2 separate regions of the Mus musculus genome follow, and region 2 is linked to region 1. Evidence: chromatin contacts called from public promoter capture Hi-C data. All regions are on one chromosome and are shown on one strand. The core of a region is the stretch at or near the end of the contact, and the rest is flanking DNA. Distances in the headings are between cores, read along the strand shown. Region 1 holds the start of 4930477N07Rik (RIKEN cDNA 4930477N07 gene). Region 2 holds the start of Grip1os2 (glutamate receptor interacting protein 1, opposite strand 2).

Region 1 (5,701 bases), core at 834-3,333:
CATATGTGTCTATTGTCCCTTCCCAGGTATTCATCTTACCCAGTGCCCCAATGGGATGGCTGGTCTTGATTGTCAACTTGAGTCAACTAAGAAGCTTGCTTCTGCTCTGCTCTGTAAGGACATTTCCAGGAAAGGTTAACTAAGTGGGAAGACCCTGCCCAGTGCAGACAGCACCTCAGTACCTTTCACTGTGTCAGCCCAGATGCAGAGAGGCTCCATTAAAAAGCAGTGCTGTTAGCTTGCTTGCCTTTGCTTCTTGATGGTCAGTGCATCTACCTATTGTTTTGTGGCTGCTGCTGCTCCAACACCATTAGAACCCAGCTTTTCTGGCCTTTCGATGTAGACTGCATAGATTGTCCAGGCCTTCAGGAACAGGTTGGAGATGCTGAGGCAGCCAGCCTCCTGGACCTGGCAGCTACCATGTCCACAGCCTCGTCAGACAGACAGCCAATATCACGTGAACCCATTTAGTAAATCTTTTTTGCTAATGTATATTCATTCATTCTGTTGGTTTTATTCCTCCAGAACGCCATGGCTAAAACACCTCCTCACCTCATGTAAGTTGTGACTTGAAGGCTCAATCCCTACTTTAAAAATGTTGTAAGTAAGTTTTTTTGTCTTTTAAAAATATTTATTTTTGCCAGGTGTGGTGGCGCACGCCTTTAGTCCTAGCACTTGGGAGGCAGAGGCAGGTGGATTTCTGAGTTCGAGGCCAGCCTGGTCTACAAAGTAAGTTTCAGGGCAGCCAGGGCTACACAGAGAAACCCTGTCTCCAAAAACCAAAAGTAAATAAAAATGTTTATTTTTAAATTAAAATATAATTCCATAATTTCTCTACTTCCCTTGCTTCCAATCCCTCCCATGTCTCCTCCCTTCAGCCTTTTCCATGTTCTTTCTCTCTCTCTAATTGATGGCGACCTTTTATCTGATTGTAACTATCATATAGGTAGGTAAGTGATAGAGACAGACAGGCAGACAGATGATAGATAACTTTTTATCTGATTATATCACATAGGTAGATAAATGATGAAAGAGAGAGACAGACAGATGATAGAGAGATAGATGGATAGACAAATAGATGCAAATATATAAATACAACCCCTTGAGTCCCTTTTTGTTGTTTGTATATATATGATTTCAGGGCTGACCACCCTATTGGATAAACTGCAAGATACTGCTAAAGGTAAAATTGTGAAACTCCTATCATGTAGGTAGGATAGAAACCAACAGCCATCCGATTAGACGTAAGGCCCTCTCAACAGAAAGGACCTCATTCCTGGTACTGGAAACCCAGACAACTGCCCCAAGTTAGTGAGGTCCTGACCTTAGAGAACCCACTAATGTCCCTTTACTGGAGCAGCGCAATTCCTAAGCGGATCCTTAACACTGAACAGGTAAGTGTAGCTCTCGCCTCTCCTTGGAGAGGCCTCTGTTCACAGCTATGGAAACTATTAGAGAACCCCACAACTGGGTACAACTAAGAGATCATGGGTGCCTGGCCCAAACAGATACATATACAACACAACTTCTACACTGAAGGCTCAGGGAACATCAAGGGAGAGCAGACAGAAGCAGCGTAAGAGGAAGAGGACCTGGAAGTCTGTTGTGTGACCATGTCTCCTGGAAATTCCTGCATAAACAAGACCAAACAATGTCTACAGACATACTAACATGGAGTGAGGGAATCTCACAGGCCCTGCCCTTACACACTGAGGTTTTTTTTTTCTTTCATTTTTATTGGTTATTTTATTTATTTACATTTCAATTGTTATCTCCCTTCCCAGTTTCCCCTCTACAAACCCCCATCCCCTGCCCCTCCCCCTGCCTCTGGGAGGGTGCTCCCCCATTCACCCACCCACTTCTGCCTCAGTATCCTAGTGTTCCCCTACCCTGGTTCATCGAGCCACCACAGGACCAAGGGACTCCCCTCCCAGTGATGCCCAATATGGCCATTCTGTGCTATATATCCTCCCCCCTACCATGTGTACTAGCTACTTGCAGTTCCTTTAGGTCACGCGATTCTGGTTCATCTTTATCATCCATCTTCTTACCTCCTCCATCTTGTCTGACCCTTCTCTTCTCCCCTTCCCTTCCTGTTCTGCCCAGAAGACCCCGCCTCCATATCTTCGCCTGGTGATTGGCTTCCTGTCCTCTTCATCAGCCAATCAAATAACTAGGGGAAATTCCCCTACAGTTCCTGAGGAAGGAAGAAGAATTGTTGAGCAGCAGCAGGAGACAATGGGTCACAGGTGAGCGGAAGTGGGCAGGAGGCTATCTGCGTGAGAGATCACACCGTGGGAGGGATGGAGAAGAGCAGGTGGAAAGAAACATGAAAAACATATTTCTCTGAAAATGCTACAAGCGGAACAATTTTTTAGGAACTAAGAAGAAATTAAAAATAACTAAAGTAAAATTTTCTCTCAAGAAAAAAACAAACAAACAAACAAACAAACAACTCTCCAGGTCTAGAAATATTCCTTAAAACTCGGCATCTTTGAACAGAAGCCGGGCAGTGTGGGCAAACATTTGATGTAACCAACTGCCTAAGAAGATAGACTCAGACTCAGGGTTTCCCACACACGAAAAAAGTGGAAGGCTTTCTGCTCAGTACCCTTGGTACTTGTGATCCTTGTGTGTTCCCATTTGACTCCGCGACAGTTAACTAACACATACCACATAGTGCATCCATGAGCTCTGGATATGTCAGGAAGTCTCTGTAAGATATTCCGTTGACTTCCCCAGAGTCTCCATTTTACCTGAAGGCATTTGATCATCTAGCAATTGCTCATGTGCGATCTGTGTTTCAATTGCCACAAGCTTGCTCTTCTGTTACCAGAGCTCTTCTTAAGTTAATTGGTCATTATCTCCTTGAATACTTAATACTACAAATTCCCGGGAGAGATGTTGAGGGATAGCACACTTTATAAAAATTAAATCTGCCCGGCGTGGTGGCGCACGCCTTTGATCCCAGCACTTGGGAGGCAGAGGCAGGCGGATTTCTGAGTTCGAGGCCAGCCTGGTCTACAGAGTGAGTTCCAGGACAGCCAGGGCTACGCAGAGAAACCCTGTCTCGAAAAACAAAACAAAACAAAAATAATTTAAAAATAAAATAAAAAATTAAATCTGTCATCCAACTGACCAAGAACACTAGCCAGAAACATTTATTTTGTGAATATCTGCTATCTGAACTATAGTATATAAATGCTGTGAAGTAGAACAGAAAATCCTTCACCACCCCTAGTCCTGGCCACCATGGCGCTAGCACTTCGTCTGACATTTGCGGCAGCATCCCCTTGGGACACACTGAACTTTTGGTTTGTAAACTCCAGCAGCTCCCACCCCATGCACAGTGGTTAAATCAACTCTCCCCCAGCCACTAAACCTATACTTTCATGTTATAGATTTTCCCAAATCTATTTTGTCATAATCGTTTTAAGCGTTTTTCTCTCGGCTCCCTTGTGCTTGACGGCTTTCACGAGGCAGAATTGCTGCTCATTGATTGAGTCCTCTTCAGAATATTTTACCTCAGGACATTGACATCAGGCTAAATTGGGACATTTCTGAACCTCCTGTGACATGAATGTGCGTTAACTGCCTTGCAATCAATTCCTAGGAATGAAGTGGGGGAGCGGAAGAGAGATGGAGGATGGGAGCTAAGAACACAGCTCCAGCCGGGGAGCGATTTTTTTACCACTGGAATCAAGAAATGTATCACAAATATGAAAAACGCAGCTGTAGCTGGCATCGGGAGTGACTCAGCCCTTCATCCTGGCAGGCTTTTTACGTTGTCAGCGTGAATTGGACCTGAAAGCTTTGGGTTCTGATTTTCATTTAGTCCTACCAGCAAGAAAAATCAGCCCAGGGCAACCAGCATGCTGATTTTGTTAATTCTCTTGAATGTGTCCCTTGTTTAAATCAACGATGATTAAATATTCTTGACGTCTTTCCCTCTTCACTGTACCCCTGACTCCTTAGGTGACCACGGTAGAACCCAGAATGAAATCTGTCTCCTTAAAATATTTACTGGAAAAACACAGAGAGAGAGAGAGAGAGAGAAAAACACCAGCAGGTAAAATGATAAATGTTTCTGGTATAAGGTGAGGTATTTTTTTAAAATACGTGATACTCTGTAAGCTACAAAACCTTAGCCCTAAGAGAGTATCAACAGGGGTCCATCAGACCACCAGCCTGACCTACTGTGAGCTAGTGTTGCCAAACAAGCATTACTGATACGGAGTGGATTTCATTGCTACAATGCAAGGTCATGTGGAGGTGATAATTTTAGCTGTGGTCATGGATATCTTTTTCATTTAAGCTTGCCAAAAGTAATGCTAACATTCCCTCCCACACTTTGATCGTCCTGTTTTACTAACTGTATATATCATATATGATCAGGAAATCACTGTCCACAAAGCACCTAGGCATGTACACTTACTTGTGTTAACTGAAGTTCACTTCATGTATAGTGTATTTGTGTTTCCGCTTGTGTGAACGTGTGTGCGTGTGTGTAGATACTTGTGGACATCTGTATGTATGTGGGTGCCAGAGGTTGATGCATGGTATCTTTCTCAGTCACTCTCCACTGGATTTGTTTGTTTGTTTGTTTGTTTGTTTGTTGAAAAAGTCTCACTGAATCTGGAGCTTGCTCTTCCTGCTAGGCTGGTTGGTCGGCAAACCCCAAAGATCCCCTGTCTCTGCCTCCCACGTAGTGGAAAGGCAAGAGTACAACTGTGGCTGGCTTTTACACACGTGTTAGGGATTAAAGCCAGGTCCTTCTGCTTGCTCATAAGGCAGGATGGATGCCTCTGATGAAATGTGTAGTGATACATTCCCTGAGACGCCGCCCCATCCTCTAAAGCTCATTTGTTAGTCTGCCACTTCCAATATAATGAAGCCTTCTGTTCTATATGGGACCTTCATGGGAGGAAAATGTCAATCATAGCAAATTATTCACCAGACCCACCAAGCTCTGTCCATTGCATAGGACAGGAAATGATCGTATTCTCTAGGATACTATAGTAGGTGCCTTGTTCAGGAAGCTAAAGGAACATTTGCTATGAATTTCATGACCTTGGGTAGGACATAGAAGGGGATCTTGGGTTTTATACTTCATTCCATGACTTTCCCCTTTCTACTAAGTATTATCTTTCTGGAACACATCACTAAGACTTCGAATGGGTTACTCAATATCAGCTAAGATAGTGATTTAATTCCCTTCTCACTTGAAAACTAATATGAATAAAAATCAGATAGCAAGCCATATCTTTTTCATCTGCTAAGAATGATTCTATTTTTAGGGTTTTGATGTTTGTTGACCACAGGGATAAATACATTTAGCCAGGGCTGGAGGTGTAACTCAGTGGTAGAGAACTTGGCTAACATGTGTAAGCATGGTTTGGGGCTCAAATAAAAAACTAACTAAAGTAACACACCAGCCCTTTAATAAATGTGTATTTTTATTTATGTGTATATTTCTGCCTTAGTTAGGGTTTCTATAGATGTGACAAAACACCATGACCAAAAAGCAAGCTGGGGAGAAAAGAGTCTATTTGGCTTACACTACCAGATCATAGCCCATCGTAGAAAGAAGAAAGGACAGGAACTCAAGACACCATAGGGTCCTGAAGGCAGGAGCTGATGAGGAGGCCATGGAGGGATGTTACTTACTGGCTTGCTCCCCTGGCTTGCTTAGTTTGCTTTC
Region 2 (5,701 bases), core at 2,336-4,835, 440 kb before region 1:
GCTCAGAACTGAACAAAGAATTCTCACCTGAGGAATACCGAATGGCAGAGAAGCACCTGAAAAAATGTTCAACATCCTTAATCATCAGGGAAATGCAAATCAAAACAACCCTGAGATTCCACCTCACACCAGTCAGAATGTCTAAGATCAAAAATTCAGGTGACAGCAGATGCTGGCGAGGATGTGGAGAAAGAGGAACACTCCTCCATTGTTGGTGGGATTGCAGGCTTGTACAACCAACCACTCTGGAAATCATTCTGGCGGTTCCTCAGAAAATTGGACATAGTACTACCGGAGGATCCAGCAATACCTCTCCTGGGCATATATCCAGAAGATGCCCCAACTGGTAAGAAGGACACATGCTCCACTATGTTCATAGCAGCCTTATTTTTAATAGCCAGAAGCTGGAAAGAACCCTAATGCCCCTCAACAGAGGAATGGATACAGAAAATGTGGTACATCTACACAATGGAGTACTACTCAGCTATTAAAATGAATGAATTTATGAAATTCCTAGCCAAATGGATGGACCTGGAGAGCATCATCCTGAGTGAGGTAACACATTCACAAAGGAACTCACACAATATGTACTCACTGATAAGTGGATATTAGCCCCAAACCTAGGATACCCAAGATATAAGGTACAATTTGCTAAACACATGAAACTCAAGAAGAATGAAGACTGAAGTGTGGACACTATGCCCCTCCTTAGAATTGGGAACAAAACACCTATGGAAGGAGTTACAGAGACAAAGTTTGGAGCTGAGATGAAAGGATGGACCATGTAGAGACTGCCATATCCAGGGATCCACCCCATAATCAGTATACAAACGCTGACACCATTGCATACCCTAGCAAGATTTTATCGAAAGGACGCAGATGTAGCTATCTCTTGTGAGACTATGCCGGGGCCTAGCAAACACAGAAGTGGATGCTCACAGTCAGCTAATGGATGGATCACAGGGCTCCCAATGGAGGAGCTAGAGAAAGTACCCAAGTTGCTAAAGGGATCTGCAACCCTATAGGTGGATCAACATTATGAACTAACCAGTACCCCGGAGCTCTTGACTCTAGCTGCATATATAGCAAAAGATGGCCTAGTCGGCCATCACTGGAAAGAGAGGCCCATTGGACACGCAAACTTTATATGCCCCAGAATAGGGGAACGCCAGGGCCAAAAAGGGGGAGTGGGAGGGTAGGGGAGTGGGGGTGGGTGGGTATGGGGGACTTTTGGTATAGCATTGGAAATGTAAATGAGCTAAATACCTAATAAAAAATGGAAAGGGAAAAAAAAGAGTTGTTGTGTTTCTAATGCACATAGAAAGCTTTCTGCTTTTATAGAAACCTAATTTGAAGAGTTTTGATATGTTTCTACCCTCATTCCTTCCCACGGATGTATCAGATTATTATGTTCGGATTGTATTGTATTAGAATGCCTGATTTTTGAAATTGAAGTTTGAGTTGCTGACTCGAGCCTCATGAAAATCATTATGTGAATTCTGGCTTGGGATTAAAACAGGATCTCTAATCATCTCAAAAAAAAATGACCCTAAATATACTTCTGCCATTTTGTTACACATATGTGTACAGTGATAACCTCAACATGGTTACTTATAAAAATCAAAAATAGCAACCGACCAAGTATTTACAATGCTAGTTCCATGAAATAATATTTAGCTAAGTTTTAACACCCTATGTCAAAATAAACAAGGACATCTCCATTATTAATAGCTAAATCTTTGTCTTTTATAAATGGTAAAATTATGCTTGTGCAAAAGAACTGTTTTAAAATAAAATTGTTCTCAGGAGATAGTTATGCTTGGCTCCTGTCTGCAAGTATAGCAGAGTGTCATTAATAGTGTCAGGGGTGGGCTCTCTTCCATGGGGTGGGTCTCAGAGTGGGCCAGTCATTGGTTGACCATTCCCTCAATGTCTGCTCCATTAGCATAACTGTCATCTGAGAGGCTTCATCCAGCAGCTGATGGAAACAGATGCAGACACACAGCCACACATTAGGTAGAGCTCAGGGAGTCTTATGAAAGAGTTGAGGGATGGAGACAGGGTGGGTCAAGGGTGTCATAAGAAGACATACAGAGCCAACTAGCCAGTGGGGGCTCATAGAGCCGGAACCACCAATCAAAGACCATCCATGGTCTGGACCTATGGGTGCTGGGAATGGGGGGAAAGGAGTAGGAGGATGGGACTTGGAGGAGAGGAGGGAGGGGTTTGTGATGGAATGTAAAGTGAATAATGAAAGAAATAAAATTCTTTAGGACTTATTGTCAATGTTTGCTTTGTATGCCTATTTATATGCCTATTTCTACTCCTCATAGTAGTATATACCATCAGGTGCAGCAAAGACAGTTAACTCAGATGTAAGCATCCCTTTTCCCCTTCTTTGAGATGGATGCTTCATAGACATGACATTACACTCAAGTGATAAGCCATCACTGAAGTTCTAGCCAAAAAGTTGTGCATGCACGTTCAGTGGTTAGACACCTAAGGACAGCTTCTTCAGACAGAGGGAAGATGGCTGGATGAGAGTCTTCTCTTTGCTCTTATTTCTCTCAGAGACTTGGATAAAATGTCTGCTGCCCAGTCAGCTCTGTCGGGGCCTCAGGCAACATGTTAAGGATGTCGACTAGCAAAAGCATGAGGCTGTTGGGCCCCACTGGCGACCAGCAACTCTCTATGTGGGCTGCCAGTACAGTTCTCTTTATAGGAGAGAAAGGGAAGGCATCGTGTAATCTGTCAAAGCCATCATCTCTGGTCTTTATCCTCCACGACTGCACTCAGCATCTAGTCTACCCATCAGGGAAAGAACGGGAGAAATGGATCTGACATGGCCTGAAATGAGAGAGTCCTCTTCAAACTTTAATCAGAAAGCCTTGTAGGATTTTAACCTCATTGTGCAGTACATGAAAGTTTTATTCTGGAAGGGAAATCAAAGGAGAAAGAGGGGCTCCTTCGTGACATTTCTCGAGGAAGTCTGCGGAAAAGCCGAGGCGCCATCGCTGCGGGGCATCGTTGGAAACACAGATGCTTAGTGCTTTTTGCCAGGAGAGAGGTGGTTTTGTACATAAGCGGCAACCAGGAGAGGCACAAAGGAAGTGTGCAGCCCACACAGCAAAAGCAGCAGGCGTCAAAGTTGCTTGCTTTGTAAATCTGGAGACGTGAATGGCTCACAGGCTGGGCTCTCGAAGGTCTACCGTAATAAAATCCCTATTTTAATTACAGGCAGCATACTTAAAATGCTATCATTAAGGTTGTGTCAGCAATTACTTTTTTATGACCTTATTTCCCAGAGAATAATAAAAACGTGTTTGGGACTGCTACCTTGGGCGGAAAGTTGGCAGCTGGCTCTCAATTCACAGGCTTTTCTTTGCTTCCTCAAATTGGGACGGGCCACGCTACGCTTCCCGGAAATCACAAAAGAGAAAATTCTAAATGAACGGGGCCCCCAAATTGCTCTGCCTCTGATTGTCTGAAATTCAGGTCTTCGGACTGTCAGGGGGTGATCACCGCTGCCATGTCTCAGGAGAGGAGATTTGGTTTCCATGGTAACAACAGCGCCCATGGTTAGTGCTTAAAAATTAAAATCACCTTCCCGAACTGTACTTTAAAGGGTGGCGGAATCAGAAGCCAGATGTCAGTGTTTGTGCGTGAGGAGTGATGTAAGGAAGAGTTTTATAGGCAGGATGGACTTCATGCGGAGTGTGAGCGAGTGACGTGAGGCCGGAAGCTGGGTTCCCTGCGCATGGGCAGGAATAAGCACCTAAGCTTTCTAACCGGTAGAACCTGGGGGCTGGCGAGATATATAGGCTGCTGAAGTGTCTGCTGAACAACCAAGTAGATCTAGACCCCATCCTCGGCACCCCTATAAGACTCTAGCACAGTGGAGTGCACTTGTAACCTCAGTCCTGTGGAGATGGAGGCAGAAGATCTCTGGGATGTACCGGCTAGATAGCCTTGTTGAATCCATGAGTTCCAGGTTCAGTGAGAGACCCTGTCTCAAAAACCAAGTCCAAAGTGATGGGAGAAGGCACCTCATACTAACCCCCACCCTGCCCTATACTCACATACCAATCAATCGAGGTAAAAAGAACTAATAAGCAGACATAATTAGATTTGTTATTAGAATTACCAGTAGAAAGATCGAGGCTTAAAAATGAGCTGTTTTATGTCCACGTGTTTCTGGCTACTGTATATATCATTTCAACTACAATAATAATAATTACTGAGCTTCGGCGGCGGACAGCCATCTTAGTTTCCCATGGACAAAGTCACGTGACACTAGTGTCAGCGTGATGGGGCGGGCAGTTTGGTTATTTCACTTCTCAAGAGCGGAGACTGGGGTAAAGAGGTGTCCAAGTGTCTCCTGAAGCAATGTATAAATCCACTGACCAGAAAGGCTCCCTCTGGCAGACTTCAGGTTACAGAACGAGGATAAACAGGTTTTAAGATACACAAACTGAAGGTAAAAATAATGCTTATTATGTTGAAATAAAGAAGAGGAAGGGTTTTCTGAGGCATGGGAGGAAAAGAAAAAAAAATCTAGGGGGGAGAAAGTATTTTGGAGAAAGGCTGTCACAGGCACAAAGTCACTGAAGAACAAGTGGAGTCAATAATAAAAGTTCCCAGAAGCCCAGTGGCAGCAAGACAGGAGAGTCTAGAAGGATAACAAGCCTCCACTCCGGATGTAAAATTCCGTCTCGCTCCTTATTGCCTGGAGTCGTCCCAAGACTCTTTTATGACAAAAGAGAAAATCTGATCAAACTTGGTAGGAAGATAAAAAGTTTAAGTGGCAGCAGGAGGGGCAAAAGAAGAGATGAGAAGAGAACTTGAGGAAAAAAGGGAGGCAAAAGGGTGGTGTCAGGGGAAGGAAGGCATCAAGGGAGAACAGGCCAAATCAGGATGATAATGGATCACAGGATCCACACACAAAGGCTGTCGTTACTAAGACAAACCTTCCCCTACCCCCCCCCCCCCAATCCTGCTCTCCGTCCTTTCTAGTGAAACACTGCCCCTACAGGGAAGATGTTGATTTCAGGCCCCAGGTTCTCTCCTCACAGGTGAACAAAGATGGTCCTGAGAGTCTCTCAGCATAGGAGGGGAGAGATGCAGAGAAGATGTGAGAGACTAGAGCCCCGAGGAAGAGAATTCAGAAGGTAAACACGTACTGCGAGCATCAGAGTTGGTACTGCTCTGATATTAGATGCCCTTGAAAACATTTACATGCAATTTTATAGATAGTGGGAAACGGGGGTTTGCTAAGCAGATAAATTGGTGTCATAAAGATACGTTTGCGTGTGACAAGATCCATTATGGCACTTGCTGGAAAAAGAAGGTCTTCAAATTGAATGTACATCAGTGCTGGAGGTTTTGGCAGACGGCTACTTTACAGCTGTGTGTGTGTGTGTAAAGAACAACATCCTAAAATTCACTGGGTTATGCAGACTGACAACTATTCATAGGGGACTCTCAGGTTCAGCCGCTCACAGCGAGAAGTCTAATGTCGGAGGGGTTGGCAGTGAACATGTGTGCCTCTGGGTGTTTTAACTACAGCCTGGCTCTAGATGATGAGGCATTCTGTTATGGTTTGAATATGCTTGGCCCAGGAAGTGGCACTATTTGGAAGTGTGGCCTTGGTGGAATAGGTGTGTCACAGTGGATGTGGGCTTTAAGACCCTAACCCTAATTG

What was found. Promoter capture Hi-C pulls out the DNA fragments that hold promoters and counts their contacts.
Region 2: a contact with region 1 is called in a promoter capture Hi-C map of stem cell-derived epiblast-like cells, with 4 times the contacts expected there. The contact joins the promoter of Grip1os2 here to the promoter of 4930477N07Rik in region 1. A contact is called at or near these places in 6 of 39 promoter capture datasets (cranial neural crest, hippocampal neurons, maxillary cranial neural crest and 3 more).

What each region holds. Positions count from the first base shown.
Region 1 is chr10:119,316,616-119,322,316 of GRCm38.p6, reverse strand. 4930477N07Rik (RIKEN cDNA 4930477N07 gene) reads right to left here and starts at 2,083. Exons shown (of 4, transcript NR_126086.1): 1 at 2,052-2,083.
Region 2 is chr10:119,759,583-119,765,283 of GRCm38.p6, reverse strand. Grip1os2 (glutamate receptor interacting protein 1, opposite strand 2) reads left to right here and starts at 3,585. Exons shown (of 3, transcript NR_045359.1): 1 at 3,585-3,674; 2 at 5,073-5,168. All of the region lies in intron 1 of Grip1 (glutamate receptor interacting protein 1), which reads right to left. It overlaps Gm46207 (a long non-coding RNA gene), which reads right to left. Exons shown (of 2, transcript XR_001779707.2): 1 at 3,337-5,701; 2 at 2,892-3,205.